2 separate regions of the Mus musculus genome follow, and region 1 is linked to region 2. A link is a contact called in public HiChIP or PLAC-seq data. All regions are on one chromosome and are shown on one strand. Each heading gives the region's core, a stretch centred on a gene start, on an enhancer-like site or on the middle of the called end of the contact. The rest is flanking DNA. Distances are from core to core; before and after follow the strand shown. Region 1 has its middle 50 kb from the start of 4930515L03Rik. Region 2 overlaps Plxdc2 (plexin domain containing 2).

Region 1 (7,129 bases), core at 3,793-6,292, 700 kb after region 2:
AAGTTCGTTAATAGTTTGTATTGTTTGAACAGGAGTAGATAGAGCAAGTGCCGAGGCCGTGACAGAGGCTGCAACCGCTGCTGTGACCACCAATCCAACTATAATAGCAGAAATACCAAAATCTCTTTTCCCTCGAAACAAAGTCAAGCTATTAGGGGCATCTACAGGAACAGGAACAAATCTAGGCATGTGGGTAACAAAAGCAAAAGTATATTTATTGGCATCCCAGTATAGAGCATAAAAACATTTTTCTTGTGAGCAATCTATCTCTATCTGATTCTCATTTAAGCTTTTGTTACTTACCACCCACAAAAACAGGGGCCATACACCTACCGGGGTGGCGGTAAAATTTACCTCTTTCTGTTTCTTATACCTAACATTGGAGGTGGTCCATTTTAAAGAATTTGGACTCTGCTTATCAGACCGACCGGTCTTCAAGGTACCTTTCCAATCAAAGGTCAATTCTCCTTTCTCACTAGAACCTCCTCCAATCATTGCCATGGGGGCGAGATCATGATCAAAAGGGTTAGTATTAGTTTAAAGGGGCTCCATAGTACTAAAATTATATCCAGCAAAAGTATCATTATACTCTCTACTAATATATGGGGAAAAGGAAAAATATTTCTCTACTGCCCAAGTATATTTTTTAGCTTGGCAACCTGTCCAAGGTAACATTACATCTTCCATGGACCTTTCCTTGCAAAAGGGTGCCATTCTTGGTTGTGAAGACAGCTTATTTCTAGATCTTCCACCTTTTCGGCTGGGCCACCATCCTCTTATAACTATGGTATCAGCCTTTATATCAGTCGTTACGCCCCAAGAGCTCTTTCTTAACCAGGCTGCTGATTGATAATGCAAGGATATACATTGGCTCTTATCTTGTAATGAGAAAATTAACATAAAGCACAGGCTTCCCTGTAGGAAGAAGGTTCTATTTTCTAATAAAGCCTGAATCTGTTCATCTAAGGGTAAATAAGCAAGTCCCAGTTCTTTATCTGTAGTGAAAAAGCATGGAAATATTTGTGCATTATGCATAAACTGGCATAGGAAGAGGGAAAGTTGACATAATTCCCCATCTTAACTCTCCAGATATACTAGGAACCAGAATGTCCAGCATGAGGAGTATGATCCATCAATGTCTTGGGATCTTGTTCCTGTGACTCATTGTCCAAGAGCTGGATCCTTCGAGTGAGGCGCTCCGGAATCCAAAAGGGATTATCTTCCTCCTGTGGAAAAACACATATAGCTCCCCTGGATCTTATTAAAATAGGATGCGGGCCATATCATTTATTATCAAGGACATTCTTCCACTTGACCATTTCATTGAGTGATTGAGGCCATTGTCTGTGCCTTTCACCTGGTGATCTCCCAGCATTATCCAATTTTAAGAAATTAAGAGTAAATATTATAAGGGATAGAGCCATCTTTGGCGTCATAGCCTTTATCCCCCCTTTTTGTTTAATTAAATAGGACTTGAGAGTGCGATGGGCACGTTCTACAATGCCTTGTCCTTGAGGATTATAAGGAAGGCCAGTCAGATGAGTCACATTCATCTGATGGCAAAACTGTCATGAATGTTTTTGACTAACAAGAACAGAACATTTGTTTCTAGGGTGGCTATTCAGCCCAATCATATATACTATTTAGATTTACAAAATAAACAGCTAGGACTTATCTGTTTAGTTTTTCTTGCCAGTGGCTAACTTCAGCTTAGGAATTTTTCCCTTGAATAGGAGCCAGGTGATGATGCATGTGTTCTAATATGTTGAATATAAAAGGGGTGCTCACGCATCAAAATACAATCTTGTATTTTCATCAAAAGTTTAGATACTGAACTGTTAGTCAGTTTTAATATAACATAAATAGTGACTAATTACCTTTCAATTGTTTCTCTTGAAGAGAGATTGTAACTAGAATGCTTGAAAAATCATTATAGTCACTTGTGTATAATTTATTTATTAATCAGAAATTAGAGAAAGTCTTTAAGTTGTCTCTACAAATAACTATCTTTTAAAAACCAAATAAATATAAGAATCCTGAGTTTGTATCTTTTCAGGAGCTATCTGTAATCTTTATTAGTTAAAGTTTTATGTAAACCTCTATAACACAAAAGCAAATCCTGGGGGTCACTTTCAGGCAACCCAGGACAAGTTCTTAACTGCCCAAAAACAATTTTCTTAAAGAAACAGTATTTTTTCTTATAAGTTGCATAAGCAATTGTAAGCTCTGAGATATAATATTAACTATTAATATACAACTTAAAGTTTGATTGTTCAACATTTTTAAACACCATCTTCAGCACACAATTTAATTATCTGTGCTGAAACAGGATAAGCATGTGATTTAATTTACATATACTTTTTTCCCATAGAAGGGTTGTTTTTAAATACAGTAAATGGGATGTAAGCATGCATGAAGATACAAAGGCATGCATAAGCAGTTTTTAACTTATCTTACGATGAGTATCAATTTTATTTAAAATGATGGTATGTAATAGGTCAAATATCAATATTCTGCAATAACCAATTGCTGTTTGGAACAAGGAATTCTTAATTCTTAATTAGCACCACAGCAGCCTTATAATAGGATGTTAAAACTTTGAGGTGAAGAAGGATGATTTTACATTAATGTTTATTTTTGCCAAAAAAATAGCTGTGGACACATTTAATAAAAATAACTAGAATATGTAACTAATATTTGATTACCACTACTTACAATTGATACTAATAGATTACAGAAGTTTCTTCTACTTTCTGTTAAAGCCTTTTTGGTTCTCACCAGTTAATTGGAATCTCACTTGAAAGCACCTAACAAAGGCTTAGATCCTCCTGTGGCGAGTTTAAGGTGAGGTCTTAGCCAATTAACATATCCTGTAAGCTTTTGGAAATAAAATTTTGAAGTAAATTTGTACCAATTTTCCAGTATGACTGAAACCCTAATTATTAAAAAAGATATTGCCTCTGAATCTTATGAAGCAACAACTATTCTCTAGAACTTTAAACTTCCCTTTAGAGACATTAGCTAATAAAATACTTTTCACTTAGGAAACAATATATACTGAAAGATTTAAACCTTTTGCTTCTTGTATTGAAGCTGATAATAAAATTTTTTTTACATATTGTTAAGCTATGTTAGCCATACCTAGGGGCAAAAACCTTTAATGGTCACCAGTTCACTAGAAGTAAATTCTTAAGTGCCACATAAGCCCCGCTGAGGCTGCTCCTCTCTGAGCTCAGCCTTAACCCAAACGCAAACTTTTCTCAATCTGAACACTCTGCCAGAGTCTTGGCTCAAAGAATATCCCTATGTTGAAGTATCCTTAAAGACCTGTTTTCTTGTGTTTGTTCATGTTGTTTAGAAAGACTCTAACCTTGAGTTCCCAGATTTAAGCTAACTTTCTGTTACAAGCAAAAGGCTGCCTGCCCCTTTAAGAGCTCCATTTGTAATCGGCTCTCAGCAAGCTTTTTCAGCTGTACTTGACTCCCAGCCACAGTGCAGCTAATTTATCAGCTTGTACTTGTGCAAATTGAAACTGCTTTTTAAGACAAGTTTTAACCATTTATATTTTTCAACAGGAAACATAGAACAATAACCATTCAAACAACATAACAAAAACAAACACGAATTGACAGACATATAGACAATTTGTTTTGGTGCACCAAAAACAGACAATAGACAGACAGAGAATAGAACTTGGTGTCTCAAAGGGACACAGATATTTTAACCAGAGCTAAGAAAATCTCCATAGGAGGCAGAGAGAAAACAGGACGTCTCCCATTTTTCTTCTGTTCCCCAGGAGCACTCTGAAATAGCTTATTTTCACTTTCTCTCTCTCTCTCTCTCTCTCTCTCTCTCTCTCTCTCTCTCTCTCTCTCTCTCTCTCTCTCTCTCCCTCTCTCTTTTTAAAGATCCCAAACAGGGGACAACTGCTTTTCTAAAACTCATCCTCTCTCTCTCATATTCAGACTCTAACTTCCTTATCTCCTTCTTCTGGGAATACTGCCAGAGAATGAGAGGAGGTACAGTGACCCTGAGACTTATCTTCAAACCTTTAATGAAAGCTGCCTCTTTAGTCAAAGTCTTCGAGAGGAGGGTAAATTAACTTAATTTTAATTTTTATCCTTTGTATCTTTATAATTTATATTATCTTTTGTATCTTTATATTTTATATTATCTTTTGTTTTTCTCTTTTTTCCTTTTCTAAACTCTCCCCTTTTCTAACTTCCGGGGAGGTCCTTTTTCCCTTAGACATGTCTTTTTTTTTTTCTTTTTATGAGCTCCTTATCTCTCGCACCGTTCAGTTTCTGGCATGCTGTCTTGAACCTCTTCTAACGTTTCTTGTCCCTCAACCACTGCAGGTTGGCAGGTCTCATCTTCCAAGCAATTCTTTATTAATTTCCAAATTGCCTTAGTGCCTAGGCGTAAATCTCCTTCCTCAAATTTTCTACCTAGGTCTCTTCCTAACTTGTTCCACGAGGCTGTGGTCAGGGAACCTGAGCAAGCATACCATGGAGCAACACGGTCAATCTCTTTGACAAAATTTTGTAGAGTGCATGTGGCTATCTTGAGGTCTCTCTGCTTAAGGACAATTTGCAGTGTGTTTACAATTGACTGTGAGGACCCCATTGCGCCTGCGGTTTATCTACATCCGACTTAAGGCACACTGAAGCAGAAGTGAAAGTAACTGCCAGGCTCCGCTTCAAAAGCAAAAGTCCGTCCCTGAAGCAAAAGTCTGTTCTCAAAACAGAAGCTTGCTCCCAAAACAGAAGCCTGCTCCCGGAGCAGAAGTGAAAGTAAGCTGCCACGCTCTGCTCTCTTATCTATGAGAGACTGACTGAGCTTATTAGTGCTGCCGTTTATTTACGTAGGACTGACCGCACCTCAAGGTCACACTATCCACAATAAACACAATAAAATACCAGGAGAAAGAAAACAAATGGCAGGGTTACAAAAACCAAAACTTCTACCAACCCGTCCTACAGTGCTTCTAGATTGAGACCAAAGTTAAAGGGAACAACAGGCTCACGGTTAAGCATGTCTCTCTGAACTTTCCACTGCAGTTCTGGACCCGCCCCGTTTCCGGGGGACCTCCTCCATGCCGGCAATGTTGTAGAATTCCCGGGATCTTCGGCACCAGATGTTTCTGTAATATGATATGGAGTCTCGCCAGCAAGGACACACACACAGGACACACATGGGTTCTTCTGCAGCATAGCTTTAATGCATCTCGAGAGAAAGATCATTAGCTTCTGGGGGAGGAGGCTTAGAACACAGGAGACTTGGTCCTTAAATAGACCACAAGAGGGGTTGGAGACCTATTTCACCCTGACTGGCTGCTCACTATCTCCTGACCACTATCATCAGCCCAGATGACGCCAGATGATGCCAGATGACGCCACGAGACAGGCAGGGCACAAGGAATAGAAAAATACCCCAGCACATATGTAGACTATTTGTTTACCAGTTAGAACACCGGATATCAGCACCATCTTGTAATGGCGATTGCAAGGGCGGCTCCTCACATAAGACTTCTAAATTTGGCTTTGCTTATTTTCTGATTTTTTTTTTTGGTTGTTGTTGTTATTTGGGGTTTTGTTTGTTTGTTTTCTATGAAAAGATCGTGAAAGTAACAGTTATGGGAAAATGCCTATAGACTCCCCAGGAGTCACTAGAAAGAAATGTCCTTGTAAGCCATGGTGACTCTTCATAGAAAAATAGTGTTGACATGCCTTAGTAATCAAGATTCATCTTGTCCACTAAAGCACTCTGGAAACTGATTTGGAGTGTGTGGTCACAACCCAGTCACATTGACTACTGGAGTCTTGCTTTCCTTTTTATAAAGTATAGGAACACTCTATGCCCTTTTTTCCAGGCCTTTGATTCTGACAGAATGCAAGAGGAAATATTATCATTGTTAGAGTAGGAAGCTCAGTGTATACCTGACAACTTGGACAAGATCTACAAACTCACACTAACTCCTGCCGGATTCTGTCTTCAATCTTAATGCTTCACTAGCATTGCTGTTCCCAAGCACATCATGGTTAAGAAAAATGGGGAAAAAATGAAGAAGATAAATGTGTTTTCATGGTTTAATGTCCCAACTAATGTAATCATATCTTCCAGATTCCTTCCAGTCTCCTGGATTTCATGATCTCCCCTAAGAGCAGGCATGTTGTGATCACTGGGCATGCAGAATCTAAGTCCCTAGTCAGCACTGAAGAAATTCTAGAAAACAGATTTTTTACTTTAAAATTAAGAGGTCAAAGAATTCAGAAGGAAAATTGAGGCAGGTTACAAAGACAACGGAGATCTTCCTTCTGAGCCCAGTGGAGGCTGCTAAGGGCTCCAGAGTGCTCTCCATGCCACAGGACCTCGGAATCACCTCAGGATCACAGGTGAGTGGAACGCCACACCAGATTCAAGAATTGCGGAGGGTCTTGTGCCAGAAGGAACAGGGATGGAGGAACCCCTCCGGCCAGAGGCTTGGATCCATTTAGGTCGGGGCCAGCCTCACTATCTTCTGCTTGAATCCGGCTGAGGGTGTCTAGAGTACCAGAGGACTCTCCAAGACTCAGGACCCCTAGCACACCCAGGACCTCCTGATCACCTGAAAGCATGTGGGCAATAGAAGCAACAGAGCTTCTTGGTCAGGGTCCTCTTGGGCCTTCATCCTCAGCCAGGAGGCAGAGCTGAGACCCAGGCCCCTGGGCACATTCCTTGCCAGAGGAGAGTCGGCCTACAGGGAGGGATCTGACCCCAGGACTCAGGAGGTGGATCAGAGCTCCAGACTGCTGGACACCTACCCTGCAAGAGGAAAGCTTGCCTGCAGAGAGTGCTCTGACAACCGGAACTCAGGTGAGAGTTGGACTCCCAGGACTGCTGACAGAGGCTAACAGAATCACAAGCTCCAACCAGAGATAGCTTGAACATTTCCAGAGGACAAAAGGCAAACGTAAGGATCTTTCTAACAGAAATCAAGAACACTGGGCATCATTAGAACCCAGTATGACTACCACAACAAGTCCTGGATATCCCAACACACACGACAAGCAAGATGCAGATTTAAAATCATATATCTTGATAGTGGTAGAATATTTAAAGAAGGGCATGAATAACCCACTTAAAGAAA
Region 2 (6,488 bases), core at 502-3,001:
CTATTTTTATTGTATTTTTTATTTGGCTTGTTTGTCCATGGAGTAAGCCTTTGAAGCCTCAGGTGTCCTGGAACTCACTTTGTAGACCAGGCTGGCCTCAATGTCAGAGATCCTTCTGTCTCTGCCTCCCCAGGGAAAGAAGTTCAACCATTACCTGGTATGATAATTTACACACATACACACACACACACACACACAGAGAGAGAGAGAGAAGCTCTCTTCAGACAAACCAGAAGAGGGTATCAGATCCCATTACAGATGGTGGTGAGCCACCCACCATGTGGTTTCTGGGAATTGAACTCAGAACCTCTGAAAAAGCACTCAGTGCTCTTAACCACTGAGCCATCTCTCCAGCCCCTAATAATTATTAATGATGCTTATTTGAACTTTATTTAATTATATCTTCCTGATCAGAGATTGTCAACCTGTGGGTTGTGACCCCTTTTGGGGGTCAAATGACCCTTTCACAGAGGTAAGACCTAAGTAGTGAATAGGCAGAATTTAGAAGCAAAATCAAATGGCAGAATTCCTAAAAATAATTATGTACATTTAACATGAATTAGCTCGCACTAATAATTAGTAACACAGATATTTTATATTTCTGTTCACAACAATGACAAATTTACAGTTATGATGTTGCAAAACAAAAAAATTTATGATTGCGGGTCACTACAACACAACAACACAACAACACAACTGTAATATGGGATCAAAGCATTAGGAAGGTTGAAACCACTGGTCTTGACCTATGATTTATTAGTTCTTGCTTATTTGTGGTGTTCAGGGGTGGGGTGACCAAACCCAGGGACTCAGACATTCTAGGCAAGTGTTCTTCCCATTCAGCTACATCCTCAGCCCAACTTATTACCTTTCAAATATGGGACTCCTAAAAGAGTTCAAAGTCCAGTTTATGTTCAGCGGTCAACTGATAAGTAGGCTTTCTCTCCTGTACTTTGCGTATGAGCTTGTTACCTTCAGCATGTTTTTGTTGTGGCTGGGTCCAGCCAAACTGCAGATTGAAATTTGGTTCCCAAGTAAACAGCACTGAAACATGGTATTGCCTTTAAGCACACTAGGGCTGTTCCGAAGATTAGGGCAGTTTTCCAGGGCAGCTGTTGTAGACTGACCCCTGTCTCTGAGTGGTTGTCTCTTCTTTGTTTTCTGTTTCTCCTCTGTGCTGTGACAATGCAAGACAGGCTTGTTAAAAAATACTTAATGCCAGAATGACAATTCTGTGACTAATTATTTATTATCAAGTGCCAAGCTTTGGTTTATTCTCTGACGAGCTTGTAACTTAACACATTCAAAGTTTTCTGTGTCAACCATGTGGTTAGTTACCTCTCTTCCGTCCAAGGCAGTATCAGGGATTCTGGTACATAAACAGAAAGCAGACTAAGGGATCTTTACTCACTTAAAATATCATCCTCAATTTACTTGGAAAGTCAGAAAGAAGTGAATCTTATCAAATCTCTACAGTACATTCAGTTATGTATTACTAACCTGCTTTTCCACTTAGTCTTTTTTTTTTTTTTTTTTTTTTTTTGGTTTTTCGAGGTCCACTTAGTCTGAATCTGATGAATTCCAAACTTTTCTTTTGTTCTGAACACAACCCTCCACTTCCAAATTTAGCTTTAATTATCTCTAGAGCATTGTATCCTGGACATTCTTTCTCCAGTGAGTGCCTTCGTTCTGACCCCATACAGTGATTCTAATCCACTGGGGAGACCAACACAGAGTACCAGTCTAGTAAGGGTGCTTTCGTTTGCACACTTCCTCCACCACATACAGTGTCACGGATTGCCAAGCCAAACTAACAGAACAAAAAGGCATGTGTAGAAAATACCACTTTGTGTTTCTAGACAGTGAAGTCATTTCCAATTTGAATGAAAAAGACAGCATGATTTGGAATGAATATCTAGATTTGTGCACTTAAACAGAGTCCATAGGCTTGTTTGAAAATAGCAAAGTATGTTCTAAGCAAACCTAAAGTCCAGACTAGACTTATTCCTCCAGTGGCTCGCCAAGCAGCTCTAGCACTGATAGCTCCTCTTTACTCGCTCTTTACAGCCTCCACAGTGGGCCGTGGTCACTATTTCTGTGCTTGTACTAGAGCATGACAGTCTTCTAGGTATATTGTGGTGAAGCGCATGCCGAATCCTTATACATATCTGCTTCATTTTTCCCAAGGTTGAAACTCCATCAACTCAGAAAATAAAATTATGTAGTGTGTGCTTTTGCTCTTTGACATCTTAACCTTCTTGCAAGCATAGTTGAATACAACCCAGTATTACATGGGCTTTCTTTTGAGTGTCCCATCTCCATTTTTGCTCTTTCCCTCCATAAACTGAGAAAGGACTCCCTACAGATCATATAAATATAATCTACCTGTGAAACACTCACACCAAGGATATGTGAACTGGTTTGTGGTATATTGATTCATCTTCTCAGTACTTATGGGGTCCTGATTTTAGAAGAACAGACAAATAAAAACTAATCCTGACCTTTTGATTAAAAGTAATTTCAACCTCCTTTAATTATTGCTGGTTTATGTCTTCTTAATAGGAGCTTATGCATGCTTAATGTACACAACAATTTTTAGGAATTCTGCCATTTGATTTTGCTTTAAACTCTGCCTATTCACTACTTAGGTTTTGACAATGTGCACCCTTGACTTTTTTTTTTAATTTAGCATTTTAGCTCGATAATTCCAAGAATCAAAAATTGATTGGTAATAAATGCCTTCTGATTTTTCTTTACTTTTGATATTGCTTGTGACTTTTCTGGTGCTAATTTTCTCCTTGTAGATTTATATAATTGTTCATGGTTAGGTAATTAGTGCTCTTGTGAGCAGGGTGGTCTGTATGTCCTTGCTTATATTTCTTCTTGCCACAGGCAGGAGTTACTCATCTTTCATGTAGAGCTCGCATTTCCAGATTCCTGGGCCTGTGAATGCTCAGCTGTAAAAGATAATTCCTGGGGTAATCCCTACAAAGCTAATAAACTTCAAAGATAAAGGGAGGAAACTCATAATTATTACTGTGCTCATATCACACAGTTTTATTTCTTCAGAATAAGTCTTTGTATCTGATGGGGCAAAGCCGTTCTTCTTGTTCGTGCTCTTCAGGTGCTTTGGCTATGCTCATAGGTTCTTTGTTTTGTTTTGTTGTTGTTTTTTCTATAGTCATTTATAGCATATAGTATCAGTGTTTTAGGTTTTGCTAAATAAAACTCTTGGAGTTTTGATTGGAATCATGTTATGTTTGGAGTCACTTGTTAAAAATTCAAGTCTCAAGGGGAGGTCCCAAGGCCTGACACTATTACTGAGGCTATGGAGCGCTCACAAAAAGGGATCTATCATGACTGCCCTCTGAAAGACCCAACAAGCAGCTGAAAGAGTCAGATGCAGATATTTGCACCCAACCAATGGACAGAAGCAGGTGATCCCTGTTGTTGAATTAGGGAAGGCTGAAAGAAGCTGAGGAGAAGGGCAGTTCTGTAGGAGGACCAGCAGTCGCAATTAATCTGGGCCCCGGAAATCTCTCAAACACTGGACCACCAAACAGACAGCATACACCAGCTGATATGAGGCCCCTAACACACATACAGTAGAGGACTTTCAGGTCTGTGTTCATTCAGAGATGATGTACCTAACCAAGTGGGGTGGGAGGTGGGGGCATCCATTTGGAGACAGGGGGTGGATAGGTGTGGGATGTGGATGGGGGGGTGTGGAATATAGAGTGTAAAAAATAAAAATAAAATATAATAAAAAATATTATACATGCTGGTAATAAAAAGAGTATTTCTGATGAAAAAAATATTCAAGCCTTAAATAACTGGAAACTGTGAAGTTTGTTTCCTACAACTGCTAATAGACAGAAAAAATGCCAGGATAGCTGACAAGAAATTGTTAATAGTGCCCTCATGGCAGTGACTATTTTCTGTTGTATGACTGTTCCAAGGTAGAGGATTGATGCTCTCTCCTGATAACATTATCAAACTCACCACAGTTCCTATATAATTCTTAGAAAACACAGAGGAAACCACAGTTTAGCTCAAAAGATAACCAAGGAAAGTCATGTTTGTCTGACTCATGAATTACCCAAAGGAGAGTGAGCTCCAGGCAAACGGGAGCAGGGAAAGATGACATTTCATTTTTGCTCTTGTCCTGTGAAGATAATGCTCTCTGGACCCATACAGAGTACTGTAGAAAAATGTCCTACATCTTATTGGAGATTATCATTTTAGATTATCATTTAAGTTGTGGGGTCAGAAAGGCAGTTATCATATTTGTTCTCTTATTTGTGGATCCTAGATTTTATGGAGATACATATAACTAGAATATAAGACCTGAAAAATACAAGCGATGCTGTCTCGGGGAAGAAGGGACCTAACAGGAGAAGGAAGAGGAGAGAAATAAGAGGACAGTGTGGGTGCTAGTGATCACATTCACACAATTATCACAATGAATCCAGTGTTAGGTATAGTGTGTAGACACCAATATAAATATTTGTTCATCATAGGAAAAAATTCAGCGGGGTGGGGAAGTGAATCAGAGGATAGAGAGGGACCAGAGAGTAGATAAAGAGCATGTGTTTAAAAGAGGTGAATGTCTACAACTCCAATACTGATTTGCTGTCTATCCAATACTGAGGCAAACTGTAAGATAAGTGAAAGACCCTGTCTCAAAAATTAAGGTAGAAGGGAATGTTGACCTCCATCATTTGCATGATAACCCATGGGTATGTACAAGCACATACACATCTATGTATAAGCTACACACACATTTACACATATGCACACACACACAGAATGCACATATGCATGCATATAACACAGGCATACAATACACACAAATGAATAGATCTGTGGAAAATCAAAGTTCTTGGTGTTGGTAGTCTCCTAATTTATTACTTATTAGTTAATTTCACTTCTGAAAATTTACATGGAAAGAAAGTAGACATGACACATTGTCCCCATTCTCAAAACTGTACATTGCAGATTCTTTGTAGTGGCAAACACTTCCAGTTAAAGATTCAGACTTCTCCTTGCATCTCAGTAGCACAGTTTAAACTCCACTTCCTCCGTATTATGACACAGTGAACTGAGTGCAGCGGTAGTCAGCAGTGAATGATCATGCTGGGCAGCTGCTTTTATTTCTTTCTTATTTTGCCTGCCTTATCTTTTTAACATCTGTTGTTTATTTCAAATATTTTTAAAAAACAAGCATGATTCAAAGTCCTTCTGCAGATGATAGTCTCATTGTGTGGACATTGCAAAACCGCTCCCCATGGGGAGCCAAATTTGTTCAGCCTCAGTTTTGTCAAGTTGCTCTGAGAAGAGACATTTGTCCAGCAGGCCCAGCCACTAGGAAGCTGATTGCTTTGTGAACTCTGTGCCTGGATTTGAGTGCCCCTGGCTTGTCTCTGCTCTCAACTTCAGCTGCTCTGACTTGCTCACTCCAGTAGTGTATCTCACCTCCCAAACCGTCTTGCTGGAACCCTGGGGTAGCAGATGTTTTTCTTGTCACCATTGACCACAGTACCTGACTTAAAGAACTTCAAAGAAGGAAGGATTTATCTGACCTAAGGATTTCACAGGCGTTGGTGCTTTGTGGTAGCGAGGGCAAGGGGGAATGGAGCAGTTCGTATTATGCCAGGCAGGAAGCAGAGGAAGGGGATTGGGGAAACCTGCTAGCTCTTCCTTTTTCCCCTTGTATTCAAACTAGGCTTTCACAGCTCTGGGAGTTGAAGCAGCTCACGTTCAGGGAGAATCAATCACCCAGTCTTCTCTGGAAATCCCCTCATAGACACACCCAGATGAGTGCCTCACCAACATCCTAGGTCATCCTAAATCAAAACAAGTTAGCAATCAAGATTAGCACACAGGCCAGAGTCATTCCACAGCTGAAAAGGTCTTTCTAGAATGCACGTGGGGCTGGCTGTTGGAAATGATTTCATGCATAATTGTTGCATGTAAACTAATAATATTCTAATACTGCTTCATATTTCCAAATCCATCACTTCCAGTCCACTTCCTCCAGCCTTTCAAAGTCTCCTAAAACTGTGCATCCTCTAGAGTAGCCTTTCATTCTCTTTTTCACCTTATGACTTTTCTCTTTCATTCATCAATTCTCTCTCTCTCTCTCTCTCTCTCTCTCTCTCTCTCTCATTCTCTGTGTGTGTGTGTGTGTGTGTGTGTGTATGATTATAAACTACAGGAGTTAGATACCATCTAGGACTGACCTCTATTGGATCACTGACTGCAGAGGCAGGAAGGCAGGAAGCCTCCTGTGCAAATTTCATGAACTATAGAAACTACCTAGTGTTCCTCTTGTGTAATGGGGATGTATTTGGTTAAATTTATCCTTCAGGCAGATTTTTTTTTGTATCTATTTTTCTACATGTTTTAGGCAATTTTCTTAGTCACGGTTTCTAGAACAGGATAACTTGGATTTAAATGTCAGTACCCAAAATGTAAAATATAAATAG

Evidence for each region. HiChIP or PLAC-seq counts read pairs in DNA pulled down with a chosen protein or histone mark.
Region 1: an H3K27ac HiChIP or PLAC-seq map of microglia shows a contact between it and region 2, with 6 times the contacts expected there. The contact joins two enhancer-like sites. A contact is called at or near these places in 4 of 39 promoter capture datasets (liver, maxillary cranial neural crest, second pharyngeal arch cranial neural crest and 1 more) and 3 of 115 datasets of contacts at active chromatin or transcription factors (embryonic stem cells, large pre-B cells and microglia).

The regions. Positions count from the first base shown.
Region 1 is chr2:17,060,584-17,067,712 of GRCm38.p6, forward strand. No RefSeq gene overlaps it. Among named protein-coding and RNA genes, the nearest start is that of 4930515L03Rik, 50 kb to the left of the region's middle. Within about 2 kb of position 5,043, at least 12 of the 459 cell types and tissues checked have an H3K27ac peak or open chromatin away from gene starts, as enhancers often do. A contact at or near this core is called in microglia, where this site is marked.
Region 2 is chr2:16,360,895-16,367,382 of GRCm38.p6, forward strand. The region is part of intron 1 of Plxdc2 (plexin domain containing 2); the gene reads left to right. Among named protein-coding and RNA genes, the nearest start is that of Plxdc2, 7.8 kb to the left of the region's middle. Within about 2 kb of position 1,752, at least 19 of the 459 cell types and tissues checked have an H3K27ac peak or open chromatin away from gene starts, as enhancers often do. A contact at or near this core is called in microglia, where this site is marked.